Regions from separate parts of the Mus musculus genome. Here region 2 is linked to region 1. The links are chromatin contacts, called in public Hi-C maps. All regions are on one chromosome and are shown on one strand. The core of a region is the stretch at or near the end of the contact, and the rest is flanking DNA. Distances in the headings are between cores, read along the strand shown.

What was found. Hi-C and Micro-C count contacts between places; a contact is called where the count stands out from the background.
Region 2: a contact with region 1 is called in a Hi-C map of embryonic fibroblasts, with 2.7 times the contacts expected there. The contact joins the enhancer-like site here to the promoter of AI839979 in region 1. A contact is called at or near these places in 1 of 39 promoter capture datasets (the 3T3-L1 cell line), 3 of 15 datasets of contacts at CTCF or cohesin (the NIH/3T3 cell line and large pre-B cells), 20 of 484 Hi-C or Micro-C datasets (3T3-L1-derived adipocytes, the C2C12 cell line, Th1 cells and 8 more) and 7 of 115 datasets of contacts at active chromatin or transcription factors (CD8 T cells, the NIH/3T3 cell line, bone marrow-derived macrophages and 3 more).

Annotation. Positions count from the first base shown.
Region 1 is chr5:31,567,014-31,574,635 of GRCm38.p6, forward strand. It overlaps AI839979 (expressed sequence AI839979), which reads right to left and starts at 4,384. Exons shown (of 3, transcript NR_102275.1): 1 at 4,171-4,384; 2 at 3,787-3,906; 3 at 2,579-3,417.
Region 2 is chr5:31,860,523-31,868,144 of GRCm38.p6, forward strand. The region is part of intron 6 of Babam2 (BRISC and BRCA1 A complex member 2); the gene reads left to right. Among named protein-coding and RNA genes, the nearest start is that of Gm52770, 130 kb to the right of the region's middle. Within about 2 kb of position 2,574, at least 32 of the 459 cell types and tissues checked have an H3K27ac peak or open chromatin away from gene starts, as enhancers often do. A contact at or near this core is called in the C2C12 cell line, the NIH/3T3 cell line, embryonic fibroblasts and 1 more, where this site is marked.

The DNA of each region.
Region 1 (7,622 bases), core at 3,134-5,633:
AGAGCAGCATTCAGCTCCCAGCATTCCCCGCAGGATTGTAACTCTAACTCCAGGACGTCTGACATGTTCTTTTGGCCGCCTCTGACACCTGTACACACATTCACAAATATACATTAATAAAAATACATTTTAAAAAGTAAATGGGTGGATGTACTTTAATATTGTGAATATCCTATTCAAACCAAACTTTTAATGATTCTTTAATGTTTTTTTTTTTTTTTTTTTGCATTTCATCTACTTAATTATTTTGTAAGGTAGTTGTAATACTTGGGTCACAGGGCTCATATAGAGGTCAGAGGGTAATATGTTGAGAGTCAGTTCCCTCCTTCACCTTGTGGGTCCTAGGGAACAGACTCAAGTAGTTTATTCTTGGCAACAAATGTGTTTATCTCCTGAGCCATCATGCTGGCCCCATTGATGACTCTTGATGAATCAACTATTCGTATGGCAGCCCCAAAGTGAAGTTATGATTCTGGTTTTAAGGCTGGTATCATGGTGATGGGTAAGGGTAGAAAGGAGAGGGAGTAGAGAATTAAATTGTGTAATACCTGATTTCTCAGATGTCTACTGAGGTTGGGAGTGACTGGTGTTAGCTTTCTAACTTCACTAAGAACAAGCTAGAGAATTCCATGGCTTTGCATGATAAAATCGCTTGCGGCCCTAATGGACGCAACTCCATTTTTCCAGCACTCAGTTATCCCAGACAGCCCACCACCACCACTTAGCATCCATTTTCTCACGTCTCTGATGACAACTCAGGGGGACCATATTGGTACCTCTGGTTTATACACAAGAAAACTAACATTCAGAAAGCTTGCAATATTTGCCAAAAGCCATATAGCTAGAAAATGAAGAGTCTAGATTCAGGCCAGAGAAGCTAGCAGCCCCCCACCCTTCCAGAGAGGCTGGCAAGCCCCCCCCCACACACACACACCCCTAGGATAGTTGTTTATGTGTAGCTTTGATGCCCTTGACTTACAGGCGCCAATGTGCTCTGAGCAGCCATTGGCTGAGAGGAACTCCAGCCAACTCTGGGGCAAGCCTGGTGGCAGAGTCTCCAGACATTGACTCATCTGTTCCTGTAGCTGGGTATGGCTGCATCCCTGAGCTTAGAAAGGCAGGAAGCAACGCTGGTATTTTAGAATGGCTTTCAACAATAACCTTGATTGAGGGGATTTTCCAGTTAACCCTGGAGAATTCCAATAACCAAACACTTATTGTGTTTCTGTTCTTTGAAAAGTGGTAATCCTTGGTATGTGTATGGTGATTCTCATTAACCAGCCAGTTCAACCAAACAGGATTCCCTTATTAGGATAAGCAAAGAGCCATAGAGTTACCAAGCTGAAAGAAAGGACTTTCCAGAGCATTTACCAGAATCCCTTATCAGGTGAAGGGATGACGTTTATTCATGTAGCTCAGCCTGCATTCCTGGCATAACCATAAGTCCCAGCTTTGAGTGCTTTCTGCTACACTGAGTGACTACAGGGTGACCTGTGAGCTAAGTTTAGCCTTCAGCCACGTTTGGTTTGTCCTGCACGATACTTCTAAAAAACTAAATTTGCTAAAAATGGTGGTACATGTCTTTAATCCCAGCACTTAGGAGGCAGAGGCAGAACTGTAGCAAATAGAAATCCTGTTTCAAAAAACCCAAACCAAACCAGAGCACAAGCAAACAACTCTGGGAGATCGGTTAACACTAGGCTTGAAATAAAGAGGAGCTAAGTAGCTGGTACCCTTTAGACTAGGCACCTGGGGTCTAAATGCCACTTCACCCCCAACCTGGTCTGCCTTACCCACTTACCCATTTCATGACCTGCCTTGTCCCACCAGGCATTGGAATTGGGGTGCCTGCTTTTTGGCGAGGGGCATTTCTTGATTAATTTTTTTTTAATGAGGGAGACTAAAGTGGGCCAGATAAAAAGTCAGGGGAGATAAGAAGTCAAGAGTGCCCATCAGAATGTGAAGGGTCACAAGCAAATGGGAGCCCTAGAGAGTTCCCAAGGAGATACAGGCAGATTGGTGCCCATGTAGAGCTAGGAGGAGAACCCCTGTGGGAAATGGAGGATCTAGAGTCAAGAGCAAGCCTACTTGAAGGTCTAGTAATGTCATAATGAGCCACTCTAGTTTCCTGGAGATCGGGTCCTGGTCCGCATTCAGTGTTCTAGAAATAGCTTATCTTACATCACTTCCTTAATTTGGGCTCAGTGTACCTGTTTCAAGTCATTGGGTGGCTCATACAAGATACGTTAGGTTGAGTAATCTTTAAATAGAATTTCATTTCTCAAGGTTCTAGAGACTGGGAAGTCCAAGATTTCAAGGCACCAGCAGATCCTTACAAAGTAGACAAGCTCTCTCAAGCCATTTTCCTAATACTATTCTTGAAAGTCTCCTGGGAGACTTAGTTACCTCCCAGGGTTTCTGCCTCCTAGTAAGTAGTATGGCTAGAAATTAGCCAGGCCCAGTGGTGGTGTGTGTGTGCAGTGCACACCTTTAACCCCAGCACTTGGGAGGCAGAGGCAGGAGGATTTCTGAGTTTGAAGCCACCCTGGTCTACAGACACACACACAAATAAAATATGATAAAGATTTAAAAAACAAAATTTATTGGATGTTACATGTTCATAAAGGCAACAGCAGACAAGGTGCATGTGATTCAAAAGCAAAAAAAAACCTCCAGTGACCAAGACCTTTTAAAAGACGCTGCCTCTTTCACTTTCAGCCATGTGAGGAACTTGATCGTTTTTCCTACTTATTCATTGATATATATATTTATTCACTTTACATCCCAATTGCTGCTCCCCTCTCCCCGTACCTCCTTCACACAGTCCCCCATCCCCTTTTCCTCTGAGAAGATGGAACCCTCCCTCTTCCCTCGGTTATCCCCCAACCTAGGTACATCAAGTCTTTGCAGGGCTAGGCACATCCTTTCCCACTGAGGCCAGACAAGGCAGCCTAGTTAAGGGAACAGGACCCACAGGCAGGCAACAGATTCAGGGACAGCCCTTGCTCCAGTTGTTGGGAGATCCACATGAAGACCAAGCTACATATCTGTTCCATATGTGCAAGGAGGCCTAGGTCCAGCCTGTGTATGCTCTTTGGTTGATGGTTCAGTTTCTGGGAGCCCCTAGTGGTCCAGGTTAGTTGACTTTGTTGGTCTTCTTGTAGAGTTCCTATTTCCTTCAGGGCCTGCAATCCTTCCCACAACTCTTCCACAAGAGTCCCCAAGCTCCATTTAATGTTTGACTGTGGGACTCAGCATCTGTTTCAGTCAGCTGCTGGGTAGCTGTCAGAGGAGTTATGCTAGGCTCCTGTCTACAAGCACAACAGGCTCCATATCCTCACTGCTAGGAGTCTCAGCTAAAGTCACCCCCATGGACTGGGATGGGTGAGACTCCCGGGAGCTTTACCATTTTGTCTGCTGTGAGAGAGAAGTCAGGAAAAACAAAAACAGAGCCTACTTAATTGAGTTCGGAACTTAAATCTGCCAGAACCCAATGCAGTGGGTGCCCTCACTGCCAGATGGCCAGCAGGTCCTTGGGAGTAAACCAGAAGACAGTTTTAAGAGGCTGTTGTTTCCCTAAGGACATAGCTTATAATCTGCCTGTGCTTGAAGTACTTGCACATACAGAGACTTCTTCTTTTTAAGCACATATTGATTAAATATAATGAGGCATACTGAGGTTGAGAGGAGAGATCAGGGAGGGAGGCGTCCATGCATACCCAGGGCTTTGAACAAGGGCTCCCCGACTCAAGGAAGTGCACAAACCCAAAATTACCAGGAACCTACCTGTGAGTTTGTTGTGGACAGTTTCTGGGATTCTGTGTAGCCTTTATCAGCATCTCTAAAGGGTCATTGTCCAAATATAGTTAAACAGACTTCGGACACGGAAGCGTTGGACTCCCATTCCTAGGCACAATGGCACAGTTTATAGCAGGTCCCTGTCAACCTCACTCCATCACCCCCTCAAATCCTTGCCTAGAAATCTATTCCAGCTAGCCTCCTTTTGCCCTACCAGGGGGAGGGGAAATCCGAAAGCTTATTTTTAGGCAGGCCCTGCCAAGACTCCCCGCAGTGGCTGGACTGCTGCTGGGCCTGAGGGGTGCCCGCGCCCCAGGAGGACAAGCAGTGTGCGGGAGGGGCCTGCGGGCACGAGCGGATGTCACAGCTTACCTCAGAGCCTGAATTAGAAGCCTGAAAAAAAAAATCACAGCAGGAAATAATGTGGTGCCCAAAATAGAAACATCAACCGGGAGAGAGGCCGGGAGTAGGTGGCGTTTGAGGCTCCTGCAGCGTCCTCCCCAGAGGCCTCCTGACAACCGGCAAGCGGGTTGGCATGAGATTGCAACCCAGCCCAAGAGGCCACAAAGGCACCGGCTGGATGTTTCAGCAAGGGAGAAGGAATGGGCAGTAAAGTGGAGAATCAGGACCGCCTCCTCTTCCCTCCCTCTCGACTTTCTCCTTCCTTCTCCAAAGTCTTACCGCCACCGCTGACCCCTTCCTCTTTTTCGGCATCATCCCTCAACCTTCTCCCCACACAATGACTTCTGCTTTTTTCCTCACTCTCTAGTGCCCCTTCTTCTCTGATACTGCCCCCACCCCGCTTCCTCCTTTCCCTCCCCACACCAAGCCCTTCATTTCTCCTGGGTGGTCTCTGCCCCAACCCGCCGCCCCCCAGCCTCCCGGTGCTTTTGGGTGCCTTCCTAGGTAACTAGTGGGAGCTCAGTCTAGCAGCAGCTAACTGAAGGTCAGCCTCCTGTGCCTGACTGCAGCCTGGCTGCACTGATCTCCCCTTCACCCCACACTCAGCACCCTCCACGCCTCTTTAGAGAAAAGGAGGCCCTGGAGTCTAAGGAAGATGGCAGGGTCAGGACTCCTTCCTCTGGGGCCTCTGGAGGGCTTGAGAGGAAGCAGAAACTTTGCAGGCAATCTTGGACTGTCTCTCCCTTCACAGCTGAGTTCCTGGTAGATTGCATGGTTTGCCAAATTTCCGTGTTTCTCATGCTGGCATGTGCCATTGGGCAAGGTATAAAGTCGGTGAGAACCAGACTTAAGGTCTCTCTGATGCTCCCCTTAACCTTCACCAACCCCGAGTGGGGAAACATCTGTGATCTCCTTTACAGTGGGAACTCAGATGCAGCAGGTGAGCTGGAGGATGGGGGACACTGGAGGATGGGGGACACTGGAGGATGGGGACACTGGAGGATGGGGGACACTGAGGATGTCTTTAATCTTAGCACTAGGTAGAGGCAGATGATCTCTAGGAGTTAAGAGTCCATCCTGGTCTACATGGTGAGTTCCAGGCTAGCCAAGGCTACATAGTGAGACCCTGTCTTTAAAAACAAAGGAAAGAAAAGTCGGAGTAGTAGGCATGCTGCATGTTTGTAAGAGTAGAAGGGCTGGGATCGAGGCACAGGGAGTGCAGCCCCTCTACTGACCTTGAACTTGGACCAAGTTCATTGACTTGGTATTTCCATACCCGGTTTTCTTCGTAACAAGATTTGTTTTTTATTATTTCTTTTCTGAATGTAAGCATGAGACATTCCATTACATATGTTGGGTAATTTCAATTATTAAAAATTCCCTAGGTGGGGCTGGAGAGATGGCTCAGCAGTTAAGAGCACTAACTGTTCTTCCAGAGATCCTGAGTTCAATTCCCAGCAACCACATATGTTCACAACCACCTTTAATGAGATCTGATGACCTCTTCTGATATGTTGGAAGCCAGCAACAGTGTGCTCATATACATTTTAAAAGGAAAGAAGAAAAAAAAAAGAAGAGAAAAGAGAAGAATCCCCAAAGCAAAGCATGGAGAAGCAGGTGGATCTCTGAATTGGAGCCTGGTCTACATGGTAAGTTCCAGGACAGCCAGGGCTACATAAAGAAACCCAGTCTCAAAAAACAAATAAAAATTTCTAGCTAAGTATCATGGTACATGCTTGCAATCCCAGTACTCTGCACCCTGGAGGCAGAAGCAGGAGCATAGCCACAAATTCAAGGTCATCCTGATATATATCGAGAGAGAGAGAGAGAGAGAGAGAGAGAGAGAGAGAGAGAGAGAGAGAAAGAAGAAGAAGAAGAAGAAGAAGAAGAAGAAGAAGAAGAAGAAGAAGAAGAAGAAGAAGAAGAAGAAGAAGAAGAAGAAGAAGAAGAAGAAGAAGAAGAAGGGGAGGAGGAGGAGAAGAAGGAGAAGGAAGAAAAAGAGGAAGAGGAAGAAGAAGAAGAAGAAGAAGAAGAAGAAGAAGAAGAAGAAGAAGAAGAAGAAGAAGAAGAAGAAGAAGAAAGCAGCAGCAACAGAAGCAGCCACCACCTCAGCAAGGACAGCAATGCCATATTCTTGTTGTCACTTGTTTGAGTACCTCCCCACCCCACCAGCAGTTGTTCTAGTGAAAACAAGTGCTTGGGCCAGTGTCAGACACTGTGTGCCCTCAGCACTCTCTGCAGAAGGATGGATTCATTTATCCTAGTGCACCACCCACACACATGTGCAATGCTGGTGCCTGAACGCCTTGATGTTACTTTAGGGTTAGTGTCTTATGATTTCTTTTTCTTTTCTTTTTTTTTTTTTTTTGTAGTCTTATGATTCTAAAGACATTATCTCATGTAAATGATGATTCCTCAGTTTGACAGAAAACTCATGGTCATGTCAGGCTTCTGTAGGATTCTAAAGCCCACGTCCAGCTCACTCTTGCAAATGAAACTGGGGTGCTACTGTTTGCAATTTCTTTCCTCCAGATTAACTAGATCTGGCCATTTTTCTAACTACAGTAATACCTGGTAACTATAAATAGCTAAACATGACTTAAAGGAAGCCCTTCCCATAATCCTCTCCATGGACTTTGAACATGTTTTGTTTAAGGTTCTTAGTCTCCCGATCATAGTCCCCGGTTATGTCTTGACAGACATCAGGACATACTCATGGTTATCACTGTGAGTCTGTAGTAGAGCAGATAGGTCAGAAGGTGTAACCATAAACATTGTGGTCACACATTGAAATTGAAGCTGTTTTCTTTAAGCCTTCCTGGCAATGAAAAGAAAAATATACAGTAAGAATAGCTTGTACAGGTAAGAGGCTGAGTCATTCCATCTTCACGAAATTTGCTAACATATATGTGCTGACTTCAAAATGTTATCAGCTACAGAATCCCAAAGGCCGAAACAATTGAAAAAGCAACATGTAGCACCTTAAGATCTAATGCTGGGGTATGATTTGAATGGGCAAATAAGCCATGAAAAAAAATAAGACTCTCTTCTTGCTGGGATAATATACAGCCATTAAAAATAACAAAGACAGGGCTGGAGAGATGGCTCAGTGGTTAAGAGCACTGACTGCCCTTCCAGAGGTCTTGAGTTCAATTCCCAGCGACCACATGGTGGCTCACAACCATCTGTAATGGGATCTGATGCCCTCTTCTGGTGTGTCTGAAAACAGCTACAGTGTAACCCTTATACATAAAATAAAATCTTTTTAAAAAAATAACAAAGATAGAAGTAGAACATAAGAGCAAATGAAGAAGGTACATAAAATTATTTATATTATGTGATTATAGTTGTGTAAAAAGTTACAAAATATAATTATGAATGGCATTGGTGATTATCCTGGTATGCTGAAATTAATATAGCAT
Region 2 (7,622 bases), core at 1,324-3,823, 290 kb after region 1:
TTGTTCTCTGATGTGGTTGAAATTGACATCACATAACTAAATGATTTATGATTTTTATTAAAAGCAGACGTAGTAGAAGAGGGAATGCTTGATGTCATCTGAGTTCTGTTAGTGGTTGAGAACAGGAAAGATATCAGGTTACACTTTAGTTCCACTGTCAGCTTTGCCCCAACCCAGACCTTGGGCAAGTTGCTTGTTTCTGTCTGTATATCTTATTTGAAATGAATGTAATACCTAGGTCAAATTGTATCTTTGAGGAAGAATGATGATAAATCTCCAGATGATAATAGTTGGTGCATTCTCTGGTTGGTTGTTTTTTTTGGTTTGGTTTGGTTTGGTTTTTGGCATATAGGGTACTTTATTAGTTAATTCTGTCCTTCAGTAATCTGGTCAACCCAGCAGCAGCTAGAAGTAGTGTAGGGTTCTCATTTGGAGACATGTTCCCTAGCTCTTTCCTTGACTCCTTGACTCCTTTATGTAGTTCAGCTCTGGTCCTATGTGGAAACTGGCTTCACCTTCTCTCAGTTTTGCTGACTCACTGTGAAAATACAAAATCCTATTCCTTTGACTGCCTGCATCACTCTCCTCTAGAAACCTTGCTAATTCCATCAGTCCAGGGCTTGTTTCCATTTCATATGTGTCCTCAGTACCTGGGTCATAATTTCTCCCTACCCTCTGCTGCTGTTCTCCATAGTTTATGACACATACGATGCTGGTTCATCATTGGTCCAGCCTGCCAGTTTCTCTCTATCTCCACGTTGGCTCTCTGCCCTCCCATTTCTGCCTACCTTCTCCTAACCCTCTTGTTTCTGAAGCCCTAGTACTCTTCTCTGCTTAGTAAGTCTCAAACCAGTGCCTCTTCCACACTTCCACATCTTGAGCCACTTCTGGACTTTAGCCTATCACTCATGATCATCTGCCTAGCAAGTCTGTACGTCAGCCCCACGCCCATAGCCCTCCTAACTGTCCACCTTGTTCACTGTGGTTGACACCACATGCTTTGCCCCTTTCTGTAATCTGACGGTTGAACATGGGAAGAAATCCTTAGAGACATACTAATTTGCTTCCCTAAAATTTGTGGTTCCCATTTTGTTTGGGACTCTTATTATGTCTGGGCTTTACAAACCTGATTCTTTAGCACATTTTCTTCAGCGACTATTAAATGTTTTCCATTTTTCCCTATATTTCCAGTTCTAACTAGAATCACTCTCCCTCTTTCTTGGAAGATTGTTTCCACTCTCCCTGAGTGATGGCTGCTCTTTGCTGCTGTGTGCTCTCGTGAGCAGAATGTTGTACATGTGCATTGTGTCCATGAGGTCTGGCTTAATTTCAAAGTAACAAGACTAATGCTTGTCTTTATCCCAGGCTTAAAAGGTAGCCATCTTTGAAATAAATGCAACTCTTCATTTGCATGCCTATATTTTATCCTTCAGTGATCTGCATTTATTGAGTACGCTGTATTGAGAAAAATTAGAAAAGGAACAGCAAAACCCCACACGCAGCCCATGACACAGATAGATAATGAAGGCAACAGAAGTAGTAATTGGTTATCCGTTTCCTTTTGTTCTTTCTGAAACTAAGGAACTGAGTAAGTCAATGTGGAAAGCAGTGTTTCTCGTACAAGTGTGCCCTGGTATCTTCATTTTGGATAGAAATGCTGGTACCTTATATATGTGCTATTCACATTGATGCTTGTTGCTGGAGAAAGTAAGATAAGAGGTTTGATCCACTGAAGGAATTTGGGCCGCCATGTTGTAGACCCAGACAGAGCTGAGCTAGTAGTTTAGAGGCCATAGTTGATGATTGTTTGGCCAGAGACTCTTCCTCCATCTCATAGTCTCTCAGTAAACCATATAAAAGAAGAACTTAGGGTAGTGCTAAGTGTCCCATCTCTAATACTTTCCCAGTCCGATCTAAGTGTTTATCTTAAAAGAAGCGTGTGTATCCAGGCACTCCCAGTTTCATTTTATATAACTTACTATGAGAAACAAATGAAATGAGTTCTTTTTTATTGAGGCTTTAAAAGCACAGAAGGAAGATGGTCCTTGTAGAATGCAGGTAAGAGCCCAGAAACAGCAACAGGAGAGCATTAGCAATCCTATTGCACAACGGTAGAGTTTTCTGTTTTGCACATTTCCTAACTTGAATACTCTCTAAAGTGCCATTTTTGTGTCAGATATGGCGTAGGTGATGTCATAAACAACAAATCTCAGTTTGAGATGACAGCATATTACTTGGAGTTTTGTTAACAAATACATGAGTGTAAATTGTTTTAAGCTTCATATTAAGCTTTAATGGGCAAAGACATAAATATTTTGCCTCTGTTAATGTTTAACTCCAGTAACAGTAAATCTTTTAAGTCCACAGAAACATGAAGTCATTGCACAATGAGCACTGCATTATAAATGTATTCTCTAGAAGTGATTTATGCATCTGACTTTTATGGCACTGAATTTCAAAACCTCATAAAAAGTCACTTTAGAGAAATGTCATGCTGACCTGTGTGGGAGAGGTAAAGTCTGTCTGTCTGTCCCTCCTATCCCAGCTGGAGTTTTACTTACATAGATTTGGGTACTTGTGCACTGCAGACAGCAAGTACTTGTTAACTAGATGAATATGTAGCACACATGTGACTTGTGTATTAATGACCTTTCTGAAATTTGAGGTTTTTTTTGTTTTTTTTTTTGTTTTTTTTTGCCCCACATGGCATAGTTTCTTTCTTCTGTCATGTCATTAATCCTCCTGATTGTGCAATTGCAAAAATGTTAGTGTGTCTAGGCTGTTGTCTCACAAGAGTCACAAACTTATTATATTTATTTTTAAAAACTCATAGCAAAGCATCTTTAATATAAGTCTGTTTTAATATTTTGGCATCTCCTACACATTGACTTATCACAGACGATTTTGTCTTTATTTTACTTTAAATGAAGCACTGTTTTCAGAGATGATTTCCTTAAATCCATCTGCAGTGAAAGAATGTAATTAATCTGACATTTTGTAAAGGTTTCATTGAATTATATTCTTGTCTTGTGCTGTACAGGGGTAAGTACTTATAAGTGTTCAGCTAAGATTAGCTTTAAGATGTGTTAAGGGAAAAAGATAACAGTACATATTTTATGATCAATATATTTTAATTAGTCAATTTTCAGATGAACTTGTCCATCTGTAAGTTGTAATCAGGATATGCCCAAGCACAAAAAAAAATATAATTTAGAGCCTAACAAATAGAAGAAAGAATTTTGAATATGTGTATGAGAAGCTCATGGCCAAGAACATGTTGGTCTGCATGTGACCTAGTGTATCGACACATTTGACAGTCTTCAGGGGCAGGGAAGCTTGACTTGGGCTTTCAAAAAACAAATAATTCTTCTTTTAATTTTTTTCTTCCAGATTACATGAATTTTGTTATCATTTGTTTATTAGCCACAATGAGTTAATTTAGACTTCAAAGTAAACATGCCTGCTTCTTGGGAGAATTTACAATTTTTACTTTACAGATGTCCGAGTTCGTGTGTATAACTTTTTGAGGGCATATGGACCCTTGCTTCAAAGTTTAGAAACTGTATTAAGTCTCCCGTGGCAGGGAGTCCCTCTGGGGGCTGATGGACATTCACCAGGAGAAGGCATGAAATATGCTTCCAAGGCTTTATCTTCTTTCTAGCCTAATGACTCTGCTCTTTAACTGAAATAAAGCGTCCACTCAGAAGCAACAATAGAGGACCTCATTTAAGATGAGTTTCCCCTCCCTTCTTGTTAATCATTACAAAAGTTGCTCAGACAGGCATCAGGCAGGCCCATGGACCTCCATGCCCTGTCTTGACTTCAATCTGTTGTCTCCACTTCTTTCTCATAGAGTCATTTATCTTCAGCAACATCTGTAGAGTCAACTCATTTGCTTTCTAACTTAGAAAAAAATATGAATGTTTGCCTTTGTTTGATTTTTCTCTCATTTGCCTTCATACTTTAGCAACTTCCTGATCTCTTTGTGCCAAGAATATGAAACTGATTTTCAAAATCCTCTTTTACTGTGTATTTGTGGCGTGCATGTGTGCATGCCACTGTGGGCCTGTAGAAGTAGAAGGACAGCCTCAGGTACCAGTCCTGCCTTCTCTGTTGTTTGAGACATAGTCCCTTATGTTCTTCATCTCTGCCTAAGGTAGGCTAGCTGCCCCGTGAGGATTTTCCTATTTCTGCCTCCCATCTTGATGTGAGAATGCTAGGGGTTACAGTGTATGCTTCCATGCCCTGCATCATGTGGCTTCTGGGGATTTGAACTCAGGTCCTCATACTTGTGCAGTCAGTATTTTATCCACTAAGCCATTTCTCCAGCCCACAAAAAAATTTTAATGTCAATTTAAGCCAATTTATTAATAGGGAAATATCTTGATAATGGAGATTTTAACTATTAAAAGACCAAGGCCAGGTAAGTAGCTGCCTTGTTCATTAAGAAATCCTCAAACATCATTAGTAGGTCATTCCAGTGGTTAAGGTCCATCTTTAAAACACACACACACACACACACACACACACACACACACACACACACACCCACAGGAGTGGATAAGCATATGCTGCACAGTGGATATTAGCCCAAAAGTTCAGAATACCCAAGATTCAATTCACAGACCATATGAAGCCCAAGAAGAAGGAAGACCAAAATGTGGATACTTCATTGCTTCTTAGAAGGGTGAACAAAATACTCACAGGGGGAAATATGGAATCAAAGTGTGGAGCAGAGACTGAAGGAAAGGCCATCCATAGACTGCCCCACCTGGGGATCCATCCCATTTGCAGCCACCAAACCCAGACTCTATTTTGAAAGCCAGGAACTGCTTGCTGATGGAAGCCTGATATGGCTGTCTCCTGAGAGGCTCTGCCAGAGTCTGACAAATACAGAGGTGGAATGCTTGCAGCCAACCATTGGACTGAGTGCAGGGTGCCTGATGGAGGAGTTGGAGAAGAGACTGAAGAAGCTGAGTGGGTTTGCAGCCCCATGGAGAGAGCAACAGTGTCAATCAACTGGCTAGACCCCCTAGAGCTCCCGTGGACTGGACCCAACCAAGGAATACACATGGAGGGACTTGTGTCAGGCCGCATATGTGGCAGAAGATGGCCCTGTTGGACATCAGTGGAAGGAGCAGCCCTTGGGCCTGAGGGTGTTCGATGCCCCAGTGTAGGGGAATGCCAGGGTGGGAAGACAGGAGTGGGTGGGTGGGGGAGCACCCTCATAAAGGCAGGGGTAGGGGGGATGGGATAGGGGTTTCCGGAGGGGAGACCTGGAAAGGGGAAAACATTTGAAATGTAAATAAAAAGCATATGCACAGGAGTTGAGGGTTGAGGGCAAGAGAGAGGGAGGAAGGGAGAGAGAGAGAGAGAGCACAAGCTGCCTCCTGAACTCATCAGGGGACTAAGGTTATAACAAATGTCCAGCCCAGGAACAGGGATGCTGAGCCAGAGAAAAACAAGCATTTGTTCACCCGAGGCAAACACTTCTGGATGCTTGTAGCAAGACCAAGCTAGAGGTTTTGGTGAATTGCTAGAGGTGGGGTGAGAGAGTGAAGTCTCTGGACTTGCAAACTCAGTAGCAACCTTTTACCCTTCTGCAAGCTAATAAAGAAACCCAACCATCATCCCTCTTTCACTGCTGCCTCTGACATCACCTTCCACAGAATCCGTGTCAATGTTCTTGCTACTAGGGCATCTCAGTGTGGAGTTTTGCTTCTCATAGATAAAGCTTTCTGAAGTGAATCTGTTATCTTTAGTAGAAGACAACATTGCAACATGCTATTAACTGAAAATAACCTCTGAGCAGAAAAACTATGCAGAAGGAATCTGGCCATTTCGTGTATGCATACAGACAAGGGAAAAGAAAGTGTGACTCATATTTAAGCCATAGACTGCGGGTGATGTTTTCTATTTGTATTTTCTACATTGCTGAGAAAAAAGTATTTAAGAGAATTCTCAGAAAACAGAACTGTATGCTTGTAATTAATCATCAGGAAGTAAAAAAGAGGCTCACTGTTTCTCAGCAGCTGGTTCTCATGCATATGTTCAGGATCTTACAGGATTAGAATCCCAAAGACTCCGGCCACACATCACAGCTCTGCAGAGGGTACTCTGATGATGCTCTTTAAACTTCTTGTGTGTATTCCATGTTAAGCCCAGGGCTCCGTGTGAGCCCCTTTGCATCTGCAGGTGTGGTTAATGTGACTTGGGTTTCTCCAACTCACCTATTCTCCCAGGCACGGAGGCCTTTTTGAGACAAGATGGAAGTTTAATCCCCAGGAAATCCTGAGGTGCTCTCAACTAGTTGCACTCAGTTCTGAGGAACTTGAAAAACACTGTATTGCTACACCCAGACCAATAGATTCCAGTCTCTGGGGACAGGCCTCAAAAGCTATAGACCTTAAAGCTCTCTAGAAATTTCCACATTCTGCTGAGGTTGCAAGGCTTATGCTAAAGAAACATGTGTTTTCTGCCTAAGGAATTCCTCTGAGCTTCAGAACCAACCTGGAAAATCTGGAAAATTGATATCCATACCCACTCTTACCTCAGTATGTTGTGGGAATTTGGGAATAAATAAAGGGCCTGTTTACCGTATGTGCATGTGCACATGCATGGGTCTATACACATGTGCACAACCCACCTGCCATGCCATGACAATTTTGATTTTCAGAGGAAAGCCATTCTTCTTGTTTGATATGCTGTTCTAGTGCCTGCAATAGCACCTGTCCCTGTAACTTGTCTAGAAAAATAATAGTGTGTTCATGTTGTTTCCCCCTATTTTTATTGAAAATGGTCAATGACTGTTAAGTGATCATGCCATTACATTAAAACAAAAATTACATATTATTGGGTACCACTTAAAGTTTTGATATATGTATACTCTATATTATTTATATTAGGGTGAACATATATACTCCTTAAACATGTACTATTTCTTTATGGATAAAAACCTTAAAAGTCAAATGATTCTTGATTCCAGCTTTTTAAAGTATAAAGTCAATTATTGCTACTTATGGTCAGGCTCTTGTGCAATAATAGCCCACCAGAACTTCTTTCACCTGTCAAACTGTAATTCAGAATCTGTTGATTGCCACTTTTTTTTTTTTATTCCCACACTTTACCAGCCCAGGATGACTGATTCCATAAAGGAAGACATCTCTTCCCGTGGCCAGTATGCATTGTTTGCACGTACGATGACTGTGATCACACCAATATGCCCAGCTAGTGTATCTAGCAATAGCAAACACCCTCAGACAAAAGGGCACTTCCCTCTGAGTGAGATTCGTTCTTCCACTGAGTGAGCATGGTCTGGCTCGCACCTATATGTAGGTCATTCTTCTAGATGCTAGAGGTCCCACAGGGAGCTTTCACAGATTCTCTGATACTGTCAAATGGTTTTAAAATTTAACTTTTGGGCCTGCTTTTCATTCTTTCCTTGATAATCATATTTTGATCTAGAATTCACATGATGGATTTCTACGTATTATAATAGACGATAAAAGCTGTAATTATCTTTGAGGTTCTGATAAACAACTCAAGGATGAAAAATGAATGGTTATTTTTATTATCCTCATTTTGTAGATGAGGGAACTCTTTTAATGCATATTTAATAACCT